Linked DNA regions of Triticum aestivum: region 2 is linked to region 1. The links are chromatin contacts, called in public Hi-C maps. All regions are on one chromosome and are shown on one strand. Each heading gives the region's core, a stretch centred on a gene start, on an enhancer-like site or on the middle of the called end of the contact. The rest is flanking DNA. Distances are from core to core; before and after follow the strand shown. Region 1 has its middle 120 kb from the start of LOC123070778. Region 2 has its middle 240 kb from the start of LOC123065670.

Evidence for each region. Hi-C and Micro-C count contacts between places; a contact is called where the count stands out from the background.
Region 2: a contact with region 1 is called in a Hi-C map of leaf, with 8 times the contacts expected there. The contact joins two enhancer-like sites. A contact is called at or near these places in 4 of 5 Hi-C or Micro-C datasets (leaf and an unstated tissue) and 1 of 1 datasets of contacts at active chromatin or transcription factors (leaf).

Annotation. Positions count from the first base shown.
Region 1 is chr3B:539,709,364-539,712,003 of IWGSC CS RefSeq v2.1, forward strand. It overlaps the pseudogene LOC123070779. Among protein-coding and RNA genes, the nearest start is that of LOC123070778, 120 kb to the left of the region's middle. Within about 2 kb of position 1,353, at least 1 of the 8 cell types and tissues checked has an H3K27ac peak or open chromatin away from gene starts, as enhancers often do.
Region 2 is chr3B:540,027,482-540,030,121 of IWGSC CS RefSeq v2.1, forward strand. No RefSeq gene overlaps it. Among protein-coding and RNA genes, the nearest start is that of LOC123065670, 240 kb to the right of the region's middle. Within about 2 kb of position 1,295, at least 6 of the 8 cell types and tissues checked have an H3K27ac peak or open chromatin away from gene starts, as enhancers often do.

The sequences.
Region 1 (2,640 bases), core at 103-2,602:
ATCAAGAACAGTTTTCAATTTTGGAAAAAAATGTAAACGTGAACATTTTTATATTCAGAACAAAAAGTTAAAAAATGAATATTTTTTAAAAAAAATGCGAACAAAATTTGTATAGGTATGCTTTTTTGGAAATGTGAACAAAATTAGAAACATGGGAACATTTAATGAAATTGCAAACAAAATGTTGAGACCGCGTATATTTATTAAGCATGAACATTTTTCTGAAAAAATGTGAACAAATTTTGAAAACGACAACATTTTTTTATTTTTAAACACGGACATTTTTTTGAAATTGTGAACATATATTGAAAACAAGAACATTTTTTGAACTTCTTGAAATACGAACATGTTTTGAAATTGTGAAGAAAATTTTGAAAATGAGAACATTTTTTGAAACACTAACATTTTTAAAAATTGTGAAGAAATTTTGAAAACGAGAACATGTTTTCAAATTTCAAACAATATTTGAAATTTTTCAACAAAAATAACAGGAAAAACAAAAAAAGTAAAATTAACCATATTATAGCAAAAAAGGAAAATAAACTTGGAAAAAGAAAATGAAAATGAAAGAAATTTAAAAAGAAAAATGTAAAAAAAAGCAAAAAAGGATAAAGTAGAAAATAGAAGCAGGAAAAAAGAAAACAAAAAAGAAAGGTCACAAAAAAAAGCTGGTTCAGGAACCTTCTGAAGGTTCCTCAAACCGGAAAGACCCTTCTGGAAAGCTCTAGAAGGTTCCCAAAACCAAAGTCGCTGAAACAATTAAACGGGTCGGCCCAAGACGAGCGAATCAGCCACACTTCCTTCGACGCAATGAGCGTTCGTTAGGGAATTCCGCAACAGTCCTCCATTCTTGCCATCAGACTCATCTACTGCCATATGGCGAAAACCCTTCCGCTTAGTTTTTTCTGCCTTATTAATGCGTAAGCCACATCCGTATGCATCTGCCTCTGGATCTCCGGAAGCGTTCGTATTTTCCGAGTCGTGCCCAAACCACGGCAAATTCCAGGCTAAAAGTTCCATTGCTCCCAGACGTCGGGAAGACGAGGAACGGGAAAGGAAAAACTCACGATCGACAGTGGCCACCGGAGGACAGCAAACCCTAGGTTTTCCCTAGGGGACGGAAATTCTGGAGAGGAAGCCCCCTCGTCAGATTATCAGGAAGGCTTCAGGAAGATGCCATCAGTCCAACGGCCGCCGCGGCGGTCCAATGCTAGCCGCCAAAAAACTGTCCCGTTCCTGATAGACGGACGTGTACCGCCCTTGTAGTTTAAGACGAAGCTCAGTTCTACCCACACAACATTGTGCCCCATGTCCACGATTCGTAGTATAAGGGAACATCATCTGTTTTACGTTGTCGGTTCATACTTTGTACCTATCCGTTGTTCAGCCGTTTTCTAAACTACACCACGAACTGATGAAGCAAAGAGATGTGGTACTGAAGGAACAAATTCGCCAGTATTCCAAGCAAAGTGTCCACAGTTGCGCGTCACATGTTAGGAAAATCGATAGATAGGCAAGCAAAGCATCAACAACACGTTTGCAATTTTGCCCGTGCCACCATCAAGTTTAGAATCCTACATGCTGTTTTCAGATAGAAGCATACTTGAACCCAACAAAGGAGGGAGAAATTATGGAGCAAAGCTATGAGAGCAAGGCTAGCAAAAAACAAAAAGGTTTCAAATGACGAACCAAATCTCACCATTCACATTTACTACGCGACTTTAGACTTCAAAAACAAAACTGAAACCGATGTGTAACTTGTTTACACGGGATCACACGCAGAGGAGGATGCACTCCATTGAATTTCCATGTGCAGTGCCAATCCTATCATCCCAAAGTGCCTATCACCTCGTCCATACAGTTCACTTGCCTTCCATGAGGCATCTCGTTTTACTAGAGAAGGAAAAAGGTTTAAGAGAAAGATGCAAAGAGAGGTGACGAGTCAGCTATTGACATATGGACCTGCATTTTGCAGCAAAAGATGGTAATGTGTTGCCCGGCTGGATAATCGAGCATGCTTCTGCACTAGCTTCAAATTGTAGGCCCTGGTGTTAGTCGTTCATTGAGTACCCATCTTCATATCTGTCAGAATATATGTGTAGAAGCGACTGTTGAATCAATCGCCATAATCTGCAGATTTAACCAAGATCTGAACTACAATCCATCGAAAGGTCTACCCCTTGACTGACTTCGTTCACCACCAATATCAATTGAGGACATAGCCGTAGCTAACTCATCGGTGGAGCCGGTCATAGGTTCAGGATCTGTTGCCTCCGCCAGTGCGCTCAGCATGGTGGCCACTTCAAACGTATCATCCAGGTAGAATTTTGCTTTGCTTGGTTTTTGTCCCACAGTGCATGCAAACAATGGTGTTTTGGGGGCAACCATACCCCTTTTGATTATGTCCGCAATGTTTTCAAACATGTCTTCGTCAGACCTGTCATCACCAATACACAATACAAAGTCGGCGTGCTTTCCTCTCTCTTTCATTGATATCAGTATCTTTTCAGCTATTACTCCCTTGCTTACTCCCTGGAGAATTAGCATAAAGAAACAAGAGATTCAATGTTAACGTTGAGCATACATCACATATCAAACATGTGAGGCAATTTTGAGAGGGGGTACACCAACAAACTAAAC
Region 2 (2,640 bases), core at 45-2,544, 320 kb after region 1:
CGTAGCACGTGGATTAGCTCTGGGTCGGCTCGCTCTCGCTGGCCCTCGTGTCCACTACTGCAGCTTTAACCTCTCGTGGTTCCCGTGCGGTGGGGTGGTTGGTTAGTGATCGATCAACCTCGCCGGTGCCAAGATCAGAAGCTAGGGTCCATCGTCCATGCAGCAGCAGCAGCCATGGTCGCTTTGTGGCAAGTTGCAAGTGATGCCTTTTTAGGCTCATGCGTTCGCTGTCACCACCGCTTTGCGTTCGTGTGCGGCATCATCCATCGTGTTGATCCACCACGCGACACAGTAACAAGCACGAGATCATTTTGCTGTTAGCGCTAGTTCCCGCTCTGTTGCTTGTCTAATTAAGAGAGCGTCGTGTCCCATGTGTTGTTATCTTTTTTAGTTAGCGGAACTGGAAAGAATCGGTTTTGCTGCTTTTGAGTTGATGTCAAGAAAACCTGCTGTGCATTCCGGGGTCTGATCGGGCCACATGACCAGGGCACCTAGTGTGATTTGATTTCGCAACTGCCGGAAAAATAGCCATAGATAGCTAGTACGTGTGCGTCATTCTTTCGGAGGCTGCGCGGTGCTCAAACACAACAACTCCCGCACGTTCTGGCTTATTAAATTTTTAACTCAGCATATTTCTTCAACTCCTCATATTCCGGCCCTTACGTTAACGTGCACCAAATGTGCATCGACGGTTGACAAGCTGGGAGCTTGAGATAGATATATTCCTGATTATCCTCGACTAACTCTCGTGAGAGGGAACGAGGACACGTGGTTATAGCAAGCGCCTCAAGATATAGATGTGTCAAATATACGATTGGTTCCAAGGAAAGCTATTCCATCGGGACACTGATCTGCATGCAGTGCAACCAAAAATGCTGACGTGTCCCTAATCTTGATAGAACGATAAGCAATGCCACCAGAAGAGGAGTGTTTCGAAAACTCGGAGCAGCAGCAAAACAAGCCGCTTTCGCCTCTTTTTGGCGAAAGATACATTCCAGTTTTTCCAGCGGCACCTGCTCCATCCATATTCCATACTGGCAGCACATCCATGAACAAGTGCGTCGCAAGAACCACGAAGATTCCAATAAATTCCAAATCATCTTGCCGAGGGAGAACAAGCTGAAGCTAGACGCCACGGACCACGAGCCAAAAGGCGTAAAATCACGTGCGATTGCGATACGGGCGCGATCGCCAGCAGACTGGACCCTCGTGTCGTGTTCCGATCCTGACCGGCACGCATTGGCCCTGGCCCGGCGGGGCGGGCGTTGGCCCCCGATACGACACGACTGGTGGATCGCCGCGCTGCGGGTTAATGATACGGTGAATGTGGCGCTTGGCGCGCGCGGAAGGCCGCCCTGTGGTGGTGGTGGTGGTGGTGCCCGCGGGCGGCCGACAGCGTCGCCGTCGGCGAAAAGCGGGCCGCGCGCGGGTGGACGAGCGGAAAGGCCGCGACGGCCCTGGCGCCGGCGCTGCTGGGGGTCGAGTGATTGGCCCTTCGGCCGGGCTCGCGATAAGACAGGGACGCGCGCATCTTCCGGCCGGCGCGGCGCCTACGTTATCTGCTGCGGATAGGAACCCCCCGACGGCCCCGATCCTCTCTCTTTTGGAGATTTTACGGCTCCGATAAAACTGATCCCGTTCCGGCTGCAGGAGCAGGACCAACGGGTATCTCTCGCTCTTTCGCGTCCCGATGGCTCCTGCGTGCCTTCTGGTCCTCTCCAATCATGCTAAGGTTCCATCTAAATTCCTACTGGGACGGAGCTGCCTTATAGGCATTGGGGTCAATTGACCCCAATGAAATTTTAAAATCCTTCACTAATTTTGTACTAATCACTAATATTTATAGAAGGATGAACCCAGTGGCATGTACATGACCCCATCAATCTTTTTTCCTAGCTTCGTCTAAAATAAGTAGTACTAGTAACTAGCAGAACAGATGATTACTCGGTAGTGGGACGATGGTGATGAGTTTACCGGCTAAGTCAAACATGCTCACGTATGCACGCCAATTATTCTTGCCACACTTACCGGTCTGCCATGGAGATGCGGAGCGGACGAGCGGTAGACGTGACGGCATGGTTTCATCCACGGCTGATGTCTGCACCGTGCATAAAATGTATATAATGCCACCGGATCTTGACGCGTTCATGGCTCCATGCACACCCTGGAAAGTTCGAAGACACGGGTATTTTAAAGCGAATCTCCGGTCAAGGGCGTCGGTAAGACCGGATTATTTCGGTGGCGACGCTGCATTGCCGGGAGGCCACTACGTGCTTCATTTTTATATATCGTGCTTTGTCGGCTTGGCTTAGAGGCCGTATCCGGCCACAATATTGTTTCCTGTCTTCTGTTTCTGTTTTTTAAGTGGGTTCGCACGTGGATCATCTACAAACATGCAAACAGAGGTAAGAAGGTTTCCGCAGCCTGTCAGTGATATCCAGCCCAAGAGGTAACCAGCCTTTTAACCGAAAACCTGCGCTCCGGGCGCCCCTATGTCTCGCTTCCTGCGAGACCTATGGAACCCTCGCATAAGGCCACCGTGAGATGGCCGGCCCAGCTGAACTGGAAGCCACGGCACTCATTTTCTTGTTTTCTCATTTTTCATTTTTGTTTTATATTTCTTTTTTTACACTTCTAAAA